Linked DNA regions of Sus scrofa: regions 1, 2, 4 and 5 are each linked to region 3. The links are chromatin contacts, called in public Hi-C, HiChIP or PLAC-seq and promoter capture Hi-C maps. All regions are on one chromosome and are shown on one strand. Each heading gives the region's core, a stretch centred on a gene start, on an enhancer-like site or on the middle of the called end of the contact. The rest is flanking DNA. Distances are from core to core; before and after follow the strand shown.

Region 1 (2,700 bases), core at 177-2,676, 430 kb after region 3:
TAAGTTTTTTTCCTATGTGTGTGAGCCTGTTTTTGTTTGGTGAGTAGGTTATTTTGTGTCTTTTTTTTTTAGATTGTGTCCACATATAAGTGATATCATGTATTTGGTTTTGTCTGGCTTCCTTCACTTGGTGTGGTCATCTCTGGGTCCATCCATGTACTGCAAATGTCATTATTTCATTCCGGTTTTTTTTTTTTTTGGCTGCATAACATTCATTCCATTGTATCTATGTATCGCATCTTCTTTATCCATTCATCTGTCAATGGGCTTTTAGGTGGCTTCCACGTCTTAGCTATTGTAACAAGTGCTGCAGTGAACACTGGGGCGCATATATCTTTTCGAATTATAGTTTTCTCCAGATATAAGCCCAGGAGTGGGATTGTAGGATGACATGGTATTCTATGCGTAGTTTTTAAAGGCATCTCCACACTGCTCTCGGTAGTGGCTGTTCCGTTGTACATTCCCAAAGGTTTCCTTTCTTTCCACACTCTCTCTTAAACTACGTAATGTCAGTGGTTCTTCACGTGACTTAAATTCTCTTGTATTTGCATTTAAAACTGGCATTGTGCCATATAAAGGGGAATGCTAAAATTCATGTTAATAATTTAAAATGTTAACTTTTCTCTATTTGGAACAACAGTAAATAAAAACACCACGGCAAATCCAGAAAGACTGTGAAGGAAAGGAAAGCTTTACATGTTGGTACCTTCAAGTTCTCTGCTTTCCTACTTTTTGAACAAGGGTCCCACATTTAAATTGTGTACCAGGTGCTGCAAATGAGGTAACTGGACTTATGTAAAAGTCCTGGCAAATTCATAGCAGAATACACTTTAACCACGTTTAATTTGGAATTTCAAAAGTAAAGGGGAATTTTTGAGGTTTCCAACGAGAGAAAGGAGTTCATTTAGAAGAAATGAAAGTGGGCATGACTCGGGATGGCCGAGCTGGGTAAGGAGTCTGTCGTTGACCAAGGTTGTGCCGCCTTAGATGTGGCACTGAGGGCTCCCTCTTCAGGTTGCCCACTTGGTGAGGCCTTGCCGGGAAGGCCCACAGCCTCTCCACAGTCGGGTGGCGCAGGCTGCATCTCATCCTCTTCTGGTCTAGAAAGCAAAGGAAGCGGAGACGCCGGCATCCTGGGGCAGTAAAGGGCTGGTTGTGAAACTCCAGGCTGTCTCTTCACAGAACTGGCAGGGCTGGCTCTGGATCCAGGCCAGATTCCCAAGACGTGCAGAGATGCACCTCAGCCGGGCTTTCCCCGCAGAGGTGGGATGCAGCTTGAGGACATGCTGGAACAAAGTGTCCTGCTGCCTGGCACCTGGACCCCGTGGCCCAGCAGGAAGCCCAGGAGGATAGAGCGGGTGGGGGAGGCTGTGACAGCCGTGGCCAGGACTGAAGGACACTTGGGCCACCTGGAAAACTCCTGTTACCCGTATCAGATGATGGTTAGACTAACTCTGAGTTTATACCCCGGGTTCATGTGCTGGTGGACAGCACACACACACACACACACACACACACACACACACACATCTACAGACAGAGACACAAAGCTTAAACAGACACACACACAGGCATATGCAAACATCTACAGACAGACACGCACAGACACACAGACACACATCTACAGACAGAGACACAAAGCTAAAACAGACACACACATAGGCATATACAAACATCTATAGACAGACACACATCTACAGACAGATAGACAGACACAAAGCTTAAACAGACACACACACAGGTATACACAAATATCTATAGACAGAGAGACATATATCTAGAGACAGAGAGACAGACACAAAACTACAAACAGAGACACACACAGGCACACGAAAACATCCACAGACAGACAACACAGATACCTGAGACATACACACCACACATACATAAACATACATTACACAGACACAAAATAGACACAGAAACGTATATATATGGACACACGTGGATGCAGGCAGATGTGTACTTACACAGGCACACAGACACACACATATGCAGACATATTCATAGGCATATACACGTCAGTAGATACACACACAGACACACATGGCATGGAAATGTCTCTTTCGGCTCTTCAAAATGGAAATATACAAATAAGTCACCGTGGCCAAGTAAACGGTTAGGAGCTGGTAAACGGCCTGGAGAGTTGGGGTTCTGCCTTTCATCCCTTCCTCCTTCCCCTGTTAGAGGCACTATGGATCAAACACAGCCAGGCTACCCAGGAGGAGGGTACACGTAGCAACAAAGCACTGGGAAGAAGTCCAGCCGGCCGGCCGGGGGGATGCTGGCCGCCCTGCTAGGTGCGCGCTCAGCTCCATCTCAGGGCGCAGGTCCAGGCTCAGGAAGGAACAGAACGTGACTCCTGCTTGAAAGGACTTACAGCCGAATGTCCGTAAAACACATGCCTCCAATTGGATGGTACATCGTGTTACAGGCACTGTGAGAGCTGAGGGAATGTGAGGGAGTGGGCGGGCGGCAGTGGAAGGAGGGAAAGATTTATGGGGAGAGAGGCGTGGGGTGACTTTCCAGTTGGGAGAGCACAGGCCAGAGAGGGAGGCCAGAGCGGGCAGAGCCAGGCGGGCAGAGCCGGGGTGAGCAGGGCCAGGCGGGCGTGAAGGATGCCTTCCCGCCAAGGACCCCGGGGCACACACCGGGTCACGTGAACAGGTTTCTGTGCTGCAGGAGTGCTGCGCATCTCAT
Region 2 (2,700 bases), core at 200-2,699, 340 kb after region 3:
TGGTGCTCTGAGGGACCTGAGAGACATGACGGGACTGGTACGGAAATGTTCCTTGCTTCATCTCACGGTGATGTGCTGCTCTGAGGAGAGCTTGTCCGGGGGAGGAACGGCTTTGGGTCAGGCTCGTCATGGATGAGGTTGGATGTTTAGGAAGCCCTGAGAAAGGGAAGGTGGAGAAATTCTGCCCCTGTCAGTTCCGACCAAAGGAGTGGCTGGTGGTCCCGGATGGACTGTGTGGGTAGCACACCTTTGGTCCTGAGGAATATAAGAGGCCAAGAAAAGACTCTGTGTACCCTGACATGACAGGAAGAAAGCGGTGGCATACAACTCCTGTTCATGAGAAGAGGGATGTGTGACCCTGGGCAGCCTGACAGCCTGGACCCTTCTGGAGGGTATTAGGGCCAGCCCACGGGGCACTTTGTGACAGTGTAGCAACCTGCCACTGGGCTGGCCCAAGTCCCCCCAGACAGATGTCAGAGGTACTTTATGTTCCAGAGAGTAGGGGACTCTGGGTCTTAGGTCTGTGCTGACCCAAGACAGCTAGACTTGGGGCATGGGGTAGTGTGGGGCATGGGGTGGTCTCACCTAGGACCCAAGTATGTGTATGTTTGTATGAATGTATGTGGGTATGTGTAAGTGTGTGTGTGTGCACATGTGTGTGTGAAGCGATATGTTAGCATGTGTATACATGTGTGTGTGTAGGGGTGAGTGTGTGATTGTGTGCCAGTGAGAGTGTATATGCATGCATTTTTGTGTGTATGATGTTGTGAGTGTATGTACGTGGGTGTGAGTGTTTGCCTGGGAGTCATATGTGAGCAGGTGTGTTTGGATGTTTGTGAGTGTATATGGTGGTGCGAGGGTGGGCATGTGTTTGTGCTAATGTGTGTGAGTGTGTGTGTCAGTGATGGCTGCCCTGGGTGGGCAGGATCTGGCCTTATAGGCACAGGACCACTCTGCGAGGGGAGGGTGCCATTCTTTCATTGTCCTGATGGTGCCTGACACTTGGGCTCCCCACATTTTCGCAGGTGCTCCATGAGCTCGTCAACATCTGCCCAAAGCATCACAGTTAACAGAGGAGAAGCCCCAGCAAGCCAGAGGGGCTGGTACCCCCGTCCATCACTGCATCCCACACCCAGGGGAGACCTGGGAAAGAAGGCGGACCCCCAGCAACCAGGGAGGGAGAAGATTCCAGAAGAAGGGGGCAGAGGAAGTAGAAAGCTGCCCTGACTCCTGTAAATATTTGCTCTCCTTGAACCACGTCGGTTCTCAAGTGTTTCCTCCAACATCTGATCTGTCAGATCACACGCTCGTGTATGCATCTGATTTTCAGCTTCTCCTTTTCAACGAAGCCTGAAGGCGGTGGACCTCCCCTGCTAGGGACACAACTTAGTGAGCACTGGACAGCGCACATGTGCACAAACTCTTTTCCTTCATGAGCTGTCAGCAGTTCCCCTAAATGAATCATCAAACCGGTCTGAAATTCTTTAGTACAGAGGACTTTTTGTAATCCTCTGGAGACTGTGGGTGTGTGTCTTTTGCCCTAAGTACATGCACACACACACGTACACCCTCTTACGCTCTCACACATACAACACAGGCTCACATCTTTTCCTTTCGGGCTGTCATTTGCGCGTGGATCTGAAGATACTTTTGTCGTGACAATGAAGAATCACGTTAAGCTTCAATCAGATCCCGTTTCTCTTTTACAGGACTGCCTTTGCCCCTGTGAGGAGGACCTCAGCTGGGACTCGTGTGGGGGTGCACTGCGGTGGTGAACGGAGCGCCTTCCTGTGGGGGTTGCTGCCACTCAGAAATACAGAAATAACAGAGCAGGCGTGGGGTCATTTTGTTGGCAAGCAAGCCCTGGGTCCCAGCTCTGCAGCACCCCCGTCCCTCCCGAGGCTGGGCTGATGGACTTCATGGCTGTGCTTGCTGACTCTGCCCGCCACCCCCTTGTTTGCGAAAGTCCGGCTTGAATGCCCCACGTGTGAGTCATCGCCAAACGTCTTACATCACTCAGCTTCCTTTGAACTTCTGTTCATTTATTAGCCGCCCCCCCCCCCCTTTCTTGAACTTGTTGTGTGTAAGCGTATTGCCTGTTTCTGAATGTTTTCATCCTGAGATACCAGACTGCTGTGGGGTGTTGTTCCTATATCCATTAAAATGCCATGATGGGGGGTAACGCAGTGGAGAAGGACCAAGAGTCCCAAACTCCAGGGAAGACTCTGGCAGAAACGTACCCAGCCTGTAATTTCAGTCTGTTTTATGTCCCTCTCCTCATTTGCTTAAGACCCAATGCTTGTGTGACGTAGAGACCTTACATGTCTCCTTCACTGAGATGAAGGGTTCCCTGCATGCCTGCAGGGAACGTCAGGGTTATTAAGAGAACGAGAGGAAGAATGACAAGGAAATGACATTGTGTCTAGGTGTGTTTCTCTAAATCCACTGAAAACAGTATTCTCTGAACCTGTTCCCTCTTCCCACTTGCTGAGCGTGAGAGCAGGGGCTGTATTTACAAGTCCTGCGAGTGGCGCTGTCCAGCTTCTTCGTCCGGCCCAAGTGGGTGGACTGCAGGCTGGTGGGGCTGGACCATGTGGCCAAGTGCCAGCACCATCACCTGTAGTCTTGTTTGCTGATTAGACTGTCACAGAGCGTCCGGGACACCCCAGATGAAGGCTGCGTTCTTGGTTCTTGGGTGAG
Region 3 (2,700 bases), core at 61-2,560:
TAATGGGCATTGTGAGGACTGAGGATGAGGAGGAAATGTATTATTGCAAGTGAGAAAAGTGGAGAATATAAACCAAAATCAGGATTCATTTTCATCAATGGAGTCAGTTCTTTGGAATAAATATCTAATACAGGTGACTGACTCAGAAGCCACACACAGATGTGCTTCTTGAATTGGTGAGCACTTGGAAAGGTGCATTTGGGGAAGATGCTAAAACCCATATTGCAGGTCTATATTGTCAGAGCCTTGTTGGTAAATCTACACCTTACCAGGTGAATCGTGAACATGTGTGTGTTCTGAACAGCAGCATTGTCCTTGGAGAATAGTTTGAAACGTGAAGCTTTCCAAAACCTAATATGTGATAAGAATGTTTAAGCATCCATTTGGGGGTACTTACAATTCCTCAGTAAGAGACTGAGGAAGATAGAAGAGACAAACTTAGCAAGCAGATTTTCTATTGATGATAGACCTCGGTGAGGGTAGCTGGGAGAAAGGAAGGTGTTCACTCTATATTTTGGTGTTTAGTTCAACTTTTTTAAAGAATATTTTATCATAAGAAAAAGAAGTGGAAAGTCATGCAAGGCATTCAGCCCAGCTTCCACACAGTCCAAGCAGAGCAGGAGGTCTTTCCGCACCTGCCACATTCCCTATTTGGGCAATCTGTGCGTCACTATCAAGAATATGGCTCCCTTCGTAAAAGGCAGGCGCTGCCGCTTTTATCGATTTATCTATCTATCAGGAAATGCGCCGTGTGTGTGCCACGTGCCTTTACAGTCTTTAGCTCAATGACCTGACTCGCCGGGAGGTGCCCTTTCCCCCATTTCTTTACGTCTGTTACGTAGCCCGGGAATTTGGGAAGAAGACAATTGCATCCAATTAGAGGCAGAAATGACCGACTTGCTTCTACTTCAAGATCAAGAGACTCTGAACCTCTGTCTCAAGCGCCAGCAGCAAACACCAGCGAGCGTACAGGATGGGCGCACCCGGCCCGCGGACCCGCACTCCGGGCGGCCACTCTCGGCATGGCCGGGGGAGGGGGCAGATGGACCTTGGCCAGCTTCGTTTCCCAGTCGTGTTACGCAACAACTTTGCAGCCGTCATCTTCGCCCTAATTGTGTAGGGGGCGGTGTTCGTGCGTTGCGCTTTCTCCCCCCACCCCACCCCCCGCGCTCCCGGCCGTCGCGCTCCCAAGGGAGACGCGCGGGGCATTGTAATCGCTGCCAACGCAGCACCGCGGGGCTCGGAACCGCCACCCGCCTCCCTCCCCTCTGCGGCCGGCCCTGAGTTCTGGCCGCTCGCCTGCGCTCACCCTCGGCCTCCTCTCTCGCCCACCCCCAGGAGGAGGGGTCCTCTCGGCGTTTAGAGAGGGGAAGGCGGAGGTCCCTGCCACGCCCGGGTCGAGGCAGCCTCCAGCCCTCCGCCTGGTACTCGGTCGGCAACAGGTAGCCTGGCTCGCTGAGCGCTCGGGGAAACAAAACGCGCCTCTGCGAGTGAGCGAGGGTCGCTGGGCTTAGGTACCTCGGTGACCGAGAGGGTGAAGGCAACGGTGAGGGGAGAGGGACGGCAAGGTAGGGGGTCTCGGGCCCCTCCTCAGGCTTGCCCCGGTCGAGGTGGCCACGCTGGCCGTTGTGCAGCCCTGAAGCGGGGCGCGAGGCGCTGGGCGCGGGTCCTCCAGGCGCTCGGGCGGTGGCAGTAGCCGCGGCCGGGAAGGGACGCGGGCTGCTTGCTGGTGGCGCTGCCGGGAGGGGGCGCGGGCGGGGGCGGGGCCTGTGAGAGCCCGCCCCCGCCGGCTGCGGCCATTGGCGGTGGGCTGGGGGCGGGTGCGGGCACAGCGATTGGGGCCGCGGCCGCCCGTCACGGCTAGGCTGGCGGGCGGCGACGTAGCGCCGCGCTCGGAACTGACCTACTAACACACATCTCCCGGCGCGGCCACGGCGCCCGCGGACCCGGCGCGCCGCCCGCCTCCCGCGCCGCGCCCTCGCCGCTCCTGCCGTCCCGGAGGCCTGGCCGGACCCGGATCCCTGAGCGCCTCCAGCTCGGCTCCCGACTCCCTGCTCTTTCTCCCTGTCGCCCCGGCTCGCCGGCCCGAGAGCAGGAACACGGTAAGCGCTCCGCCCACCGCCTGCCCGGGCCCGGTGCCCCGTTCCCCGCCCGCTCCTGGGGCGCGCGGCCGGCGGGCACTGGGCGCGGACCGGGCTGCGCGCGGGGCCGGGCTGTGCGCGGGACTGGCCGGCGGCTGCGAGTGTGCGCGGGGCATTCATTACATAAACTTTTGCTGCCTTGTCAGGAGGGGACTCGCCACCTTAAGGTGGCTGCTTTGATTGCAGCGCCCTCGCGCCGGCACGTAGTCCGAGCTGGCTTGCGCTCCCCCCGCCACTGTTGCATAATGTCTCCTGATTTCAGGAAAATTGATGTTTTGGTAGAGAAGAGCGCCGGGGAGACTGAGCCATCTCCTGGGGAAGGGCAGCGCTCTTTCCTTTCTCGTGCCTTCTGCGGGGCTGGCGGCGGAGGAGAGGAGGGGGGCTGACTAATGGGCAATAGTCTTGATTTTCTCGTTGAGAAAGAGCATTGGTAGCGTGAACGGTGACGGCATTCGGAGAATGCCTGCGCTGCGTTTGTTTGTGTCCGGGGCTGAGTCTGCACAGACGTTTTCCACCCTGTTTGTCGTCAGCGTGTTTTACCAGCGCTCGGGGAGGTTGT
Region 4 (2,700 bases), core at 175-2,674, 320 kb after region 3:
TATAGATAGATAGTTAGATACATTGTTTTTTTAATACTATCTTCCATCATGTTCTACCCCAAGAGACTGTACACGGTTCCCTATGCTGTACAGTAGGTGCTCTATTACCCATCCATTCTAAATGTAGTAGTTTGTATCTACCAACCCCAACTCCCTGTCCATTCCACTTCCCCCCACCCCCCTGCCCCAAACACAAGTCTGCTTTCCCTGTCCATGATCTGTTTCTGTTTTGTCGATAGGCTCATTTGTGCCATGTTTTAGATTCCACATATAAGTGACATGGTATGGTATTTGTCTTTCTCTTTCTGACTTACTTCGCTTAGGACGAGAATCTCTAGTTCCATCCATGTTGCTACAAATGGCATTATTTTGTCCTTTTTATGGCTGAGTAGTATTCCATTGTATGGATGTACCACACTTCTTAATTATTAGAGAAATGCAAAGCAAAACTACCACATCACACATGTCAGAAGGGCCATCATTAACAAGTCCACAAATAACAAATGCTGGAGAGGGTGTGGAGAAAAGGGAAGCCTCCTCCACTGCTGGTGGGAATGTAAATTGGTGCAGCCACTATGGAAAACAGTATGGAGTTTCCTCAGAAAACTAAATATAGAACTACCATATGACCCAGCAATCCCACTCTTGGGCATATATGCGGACAAAACTTTCATTCAAAAACAATACCTGCCCGCCTGTGTTCACTGCAGCACTATTCACAATAGCCAAGACATGGAAACAACTCAAATGTCCACTGAAAGATGAAGGGATTAAGAAGATGAGGAACGGCTGGAACCCTATAGCCCAGTATTCGCTGTGTTTGGCAATCAGGGATGAGCTTCATTTGAGCCTTGGGTGGTCCTGGGTGAGTGGCAGCAGTGGGAGAAGCTCAGAGAGAATTCTGTGACACAGGGTGATGGGTGGAGATGGCCAGGGCAAGACAGGCAACCGCCAGGACAGATATGGCCTGACAGGCTCTGAAATTGAGGGCCACCCCTGGACACAAGCCCTGGACTTCCTACCAGGACTGGGGCGGGTCAGGGAGGTTGAATCCTCGGAGATCAGCTTGCATCCACGTGGGGAGGGCTTGGCCAGGTCTGTGAAGACCTGTAGGTGCATTCTGCCCACTGGCCACATAGAGAAGGTGCCGTGCTTTTCCTGAGTGGCCGTCAACCTCTGTGGCTCCAGTGGAGTCAGAGTAAGAAAAAACAAACAAACAAACAAACAACCAAAACCCCAAATGCTGCTCATTTCAAGCTTTGTTGGCAGTTCAGGTAAAAAGTAAGCTGCATGGAATACAGTGGATTTGGTGTGGGGGTGGGGGGAGGAGCTCAAGGCTGTCACTTCAATCAGAGCACAAACACTGGAGAGGAAAATAAACACTTTTGAAGGCACTTGACCTTTTAAATGCTGAGCTCTAAAAATAGAGATGGAGCATAGTCATGAGGCTTTACAGAGGCAAAAATGAAGCAAGGCTGCTCCTGTGTCTTTCTGCCTAGGAGCCTGGCTGCCTCCCCATCATTAGCCCTGTCACCGTAACTGGTGAGCAGACCGGTTACCTGGCAGGAGGTGGTGTGATCTCCCCCTGACCAGAAGAGCTGAGGCTGGAGACCTGTGGTTTCATAGCATTGCTTTGCTTCTTCACTACGTTAAACCTCTCTCCCTCTGTACGTTTTACCAGAGAGCTTATTCTCCAGGTTAGGAAACAAGAATTGCTTTCCCAGTTGGGCCTCATCTAAACACCAACATTTTCTTAAACCCCTTTCAAGTATTTGGTGAACACCCTGAATTTTGGGGGCCATGTCCTAGGTCCCAGTTCCACAGCTCTTGCTTGGTCAGGGGAGGAAAAGACAGGACAAGGATGGTGTCTTGCTGTCACTGTCCTTCCTCTGCGGTAATTTCTCACCTCTCTTGAAGTACTGACCACACACGTCCACCCACGCTAGACGAGGGTGACAAAATCAGTCCTTAAAAGCAGCCAGGCCACAGTCACGCAGGCATCATAGTGAGAGGGCCTGTCGTAGAGTTTTCTGAGCACAACGAACTTTCTTTTCAGCCATAATTGTTGCAATTTTAATAGGAAAGTGCTGTCTTGAAAACATGCCCACTGGAACTCAGATTCTGTGGAGAGGCTAAAAGTAGCCCTGCCCTGCTGCTCAGCACGACACAGCGACAGAGCACGTCTTTGTCCTCAGGTCTCAGGGGAGGTGACTTTGCTGGGCCTTGGTCACCCTCTTGGCCTCTCCTTGGGGCTGTGGGTCAAAGGTAGTTGGTCCTTGTTCCCTTTTTCTCCAGGTGATTGATTGATTGATTGATTTTTGCTGTTTAGGCCCAGACCTGCAGCATATGGAAGTCCCCAGGCTAAGGGTTGAATCCGAGCTGCAGCTGCTGCCACATCCATGGCAACTCGGGATCAGAGCCCAGTCTGCGACCTACACCACGGCTCACAGCAATGCTGAGCGAGGCCAGGAATCAAACCCGCGTCCTCATGGATACCAGTTGGATTCATTGTTGCTGTGCCACAATGGGAACTCCCTCTCCAGGTGATTTTAAAGTGAACTGGACTCATTTTATTATTTTTGTTCCCCAAGAGCTCAGGCGGGGTGTGAGGAATGGGACTGGATTGGCTTTTGGTCCCTACGTCTCTCAGGCAAGGGAGGAGTCTGGACCCACGTGCAGCCAGGCAGGACCATTTTAATC
Region 5 (2,700 bases), core at 121-2,620, 290 kb after region 3:
AGCCCTACCCTGTGTCAGCCTGGGTGTCACACTCTCCCTGTCTGGGCCCTGCAGCTCCATCCCACCCCCAGCACCCACAGAAAACCACCAACCGGGGCAATGGTACACCCGGCTCCAGTGGGCTCTCTAATGAATGCCTGCGGGATTACAGAAGCCACTCCATTTAGAGTCCCGGGTTAATACAATGGGAACAGGCCTCTGGTAATTCGAGTTTATCCCCCTCACTAAGCCAGCACAACTGTTTGGCTAGAATGGGAAGCACGGGGTATGGAATTTGCTTATGAAAAGCCATTGCCATTGCTGGGCATGGTGACATTCTGTGATGACAAGATAATCACTGGCCTGGGGTGGGTCATCTGGCCAGGAGGAGAAGGCCTGGGTGTCCCTCTTGGGAAGAGCTAGAGGGGGAGCTGGGGTGGTCCAGGAGGGCCCCTGCTTGGCTGCTGCTCTCTGTCCTCCAGCCCAGGGCTCACAGGGGCAGCTCCCTCCCTGGGAGCACCGAGGAATTCAGGCTGCGCTGACTCCATGTGGCAAAGCCATCACCAAGGGCAGTCTCTTCCCAAGCCTTCCCCACACCCTTGTTTTCCCCGGGGCCCTGGGCCACCACCAGATCCCTGCCATGGCTGGCTGGAGCCCGACTCCCACAGCCAGGATGGCCTGTCCTCCAGACTTTTCCAAGGGGGCCAGTCTGAGTGGCGTTGGTGGTATAGTGGTGTTTATAGCTGCTTTCCAAATGGGCCAGTCCGCCCTCCTGCACTTGGCTTTGTCCACAGAATCCACTTCCCCTTTTTAATTTTATTTTTATTTATTTGTTTTTCTTTTATATGCAAGTTTCTGGGCTAGGGGTCCAATTGGAGCTGCAGCTGCCAGCCTACACCACAGCCACAGCAGCACTAGATCCGAGCCCCGTCTGTGACCTATACTGCAGCTAGAGGCAACATCGCAGCTGTAACCTACTGAGCGAGGCCTGGGATCAAACCTGCACCCTCATGGATACTAGTTGGTGTCTTAACCTGCTGAGCCACAGTGGGAACTCTTCCTTTTTAAAATGTGTTTATGACTCCAGTACTTGAGGAGGCTCAGCAATCCCTTGATGCTTTGGTGGCTCTGAGTGTGCCTGGTGCTGTCACAGCCCCCTTGGACCTGGGGGTCATGGGGTTTGGGTGGACACTCAGTCTCCTGATCTGGTGCTGCCTGTATAGGTGTATAAATGTGCTGACCAGAGGCACTTCTTGCTGCAGGTGTGGGCTTGCAGTTATAGAACCAGAAACCTGTGACTGCCCCACAGGTTGGTGCCTTCACCACAGCTGAGACCTGACTAAACAGCACCCCCAACCTCTGGCATGCAGAAACAGAGACAAGCCAAAGACCAGAGGGAAACGAGCCATTTTGGAAGGGCGTATATTTCTCAAATGGAAGGAAAACACAAAACAAAGTAATGAGGAAACTGGGACAAGTTGAAAAATCCACTTGGCAATCAAGAATTGTATTTGTTTTAAGTTGATGAAGAGTTTTGAAACACTGAGCTGGGTCAGGATTTGGAGGCTGAAGGGTCAGAGGGAAGGCTCTTAAAAGTGATGTTGAAAAATTCAACTGAGGCTGAGCAAGGCCAGATCCTTAACCCACTGAGCGAGGCCAGGGATCGAACCTGCAACCTCATGGTTCCTAGTCAGATTTGTTAACCGCTGCGCCACGACAGGAACTCCCTAAAACCCTCCAGTTTTGTATGAGCTCCCTTTTGAGTAAGAAGGAAAAGAAGAATATCTATGAATGTGTGTCTTTTTATGCAGAACTTGGTTGTTCTTTATTTAATACCTACAGAGTTAGACTTTAAAAAAAAGTTCATATATTTCTTTTTAATAAAACATACTTGTTACTGTTTAGTTTAAAAGCAAACTTTGAGTTTGTTGTTTTTGTTTTTCTCTTTTGCCTTTTCTAGGGCCACTCCAGCGGCATATGGAGGTTCCCAGGCTAGGGGGTCTAACCGGACCCGTGGCCACCAGCCTACGCCAGAGCCACAGCAACTTGGGATCCGAGCCATGTCTGCGGCCTACACCACAGCTTGAGGCAATACCGGATCCTTAACCCACTGAGCGAGGCCAGGGATCGAACCTGCAACCTCATGGTTCCTAGTCGGATTCGTTAACCACTGCGCCACAATGGGAACTCCAAAAGCAAACTTTGAATTTTATCTTATTAATAAAAAACCTAGAATACCTTTTCCTTTTTTCAGCCCAAAGTAAGAGTTTGATAGAAAAAATTTTATGCTATAGTTTGTCAAGTACACTTAACGAATTAATGTTTCAAGATATTTTATTTACTTTTCCTACATTTCATTGCATAGAATTCCCTCAGGGGTAGGATAGAGCGTTTATTTCTGTGCTGTTAAATCTTTAATCTGTCAGACATTGAAATGTTTTTCCACATCTTGCTTTAGTTTATATTTTAAAAGTATTTAAGGTAATTGGCCGTTGTGTTATGCCTTATTTCCTTCTGATTTTTAGTGCCAAACTTTCAGAAAAGGTTAAGGATGTGACTGGACTTTACACATGAAAGAATTAAACACTTGTGTAAAAAAAAAAAATTCAACTGAGAAAATTTCAAGATCTCTGAGACTTTATTCAATGATTCATGAATCAGGCAGCATTCTATCTAGTGCTATCTAGAAAGGAGCTCTGAGGAGCTATACAAACGAAGGCT

What was found. Promoter capture Hi-C pulls out the DNA fragments that hold promoters and counts their contacts. Hi-C and Micro-C count contacts between places; a contact is called where the count stands out from the background. HiChIP or PLAC-seq counts read pairs in DNA pulled down with a chosen protein or histone mark.
Region 1: a contact with region 3 is called in a Hi-C map of omental adipose tissue, with 2.0 times the contacts expected there. The contact joins the enhancer-like site here to the promoter of NFIL3 in region 3. A contact is called at or near these places in 3 of 5 promoter capture datasets (fetal skeletal muscle and liver), 21 of 47 Hi-C or Micro-C datasets (adipocytes, alveolar macrophages, blood and 14 more) and 2 of 2 datasets of contacts at active chromatin or transcription factors (alveolar macrophages and skeletal muscle).
Region 2: a contact with region 3 is called in an H3K27ac HiChIP or PLAC-seq map of alveolar macrophages. The contact joins the enhancer-like site here to the promoter of NFIL3 in region 3. A contact is called at or near these places in 3 of 5 promoter capture datasets (fetal liver and liver), 27 of 47 Hi-C or Micro-C datasets (adipose tissue, alveolar macrophages, blood and 14 more) and 2 of 2 datasets of contacts at active chromatin or transcription factors (alveolar macrophages and skeletal muscle).
Region 4: a contact with region 3 is called in an H3K27ac HiChIP or PLAC-seq map of skeletal muscle, with 5 times the contacts expected there. The contact joins the enhancer-like site here to the promoter of NFIL3 in region 3. A contact is called at or near these places in 2 of 5 promoter capture datasets (fetal liver and skeletal muscle), 4 of 47 Hi-C or Micro-C datasets (blood, heart right ventricle, liver and 1 more) and 2 of 2 datasets of contacts at active chromatin or transcription factors (alveolar macrophages and skeletal muscle).
Region 5: a contact with region 3 is called in a promoter capture Hi-C map of liver, with 16 times the contacts expected there. The contact joins the enhancer-like site here to the promoter of NFIL3 in region 3. A contact is called at or near these places in 1 of 5 promoter capture datasets (liver), 5 of 47 Hi-C or Micro-C datasets (embryonic fibroblasts, liver and skeletal muscle) and 2 of 2 datasets of contacts at active chromatin or transcription factors (alveolar macrophages and skeletal muscle).

Annotation. Positions count from the first base shown.
Region 1 is chr14:2,175,252-2,177,951 of Sscrofa11.1, reverse strand. No RefSeq gene overlaps it. Among named protein-coding and RNA genes, the nearest start is that of SYK, 73 kb to the right of the region's middle. Within about 2 kb of position 1,426, at least 4 of the 83 cell types and tissues checked have an H3K27ac peak or open chromatin away from gene starts, as enhancers often do. A contact at or near this core is called in omental adipose tissue, where this site is marked.
Region 2 is chr14:2,257,915-2,260,614 of Sscrofa11.1, reverse strand. No RefSeq gene overlaps it. Among named protein-coding and RNA genes, the nearest start is that of SYK, 160 kb to the right of the region's middle. Within about 2 kb of position 1,449, at least 33 of the 83 cell types and tissues checked have an H3K27ac peak or open chromatin away from gene starts, as enhancers often do. A contact at or near this core is called in adipose tissue, alveolar macrophages, fetal liver and 5 more, where this site is marked.
Region 3 is chr14:2,602,384-2,605,083 of Sscrofa11.1, reverse strand. NFIL3 (nuclear factor interleukin-3-regulated protein) reads left to right here and starts at 1,310. Exons shown (of 2, transcript XM_001928870.6): 1 at 1,310-1,442.
Region 4 is chr14:2,285,940-2,288,639 of Sscrofa11.1, reverse strand. No RefSeq gene overlaps it. Among named protein-coding and RNA genes, the nearest start is that of SYK, 180 kb to the right of the region's middle. Within about 2 kb of position 1,424, at least 5 of the 83 cell types and tissues checked have an H3K27ac peak or open chromatin away from gene starts, as enhancers often do. A contact at or near this core is called in skeletal muscle, where this site is marked.
Region 5 is chr14:2,309,026-2,311,725 of Sscrofa11.1, reverse strand. No RefSeq gene overlaps it. Among named protein-coding and RNA genes, the nearest start is that of SYK, 210 kb to the right of the region's middle. Within about 2 kb of position 1,370, at least 1 of the 83 cell types and tissues checked has an H3K27ac peak or open chromatin away from gene starts, as enhancers often do. A contact at or near this core is called in liver, where this site is marked.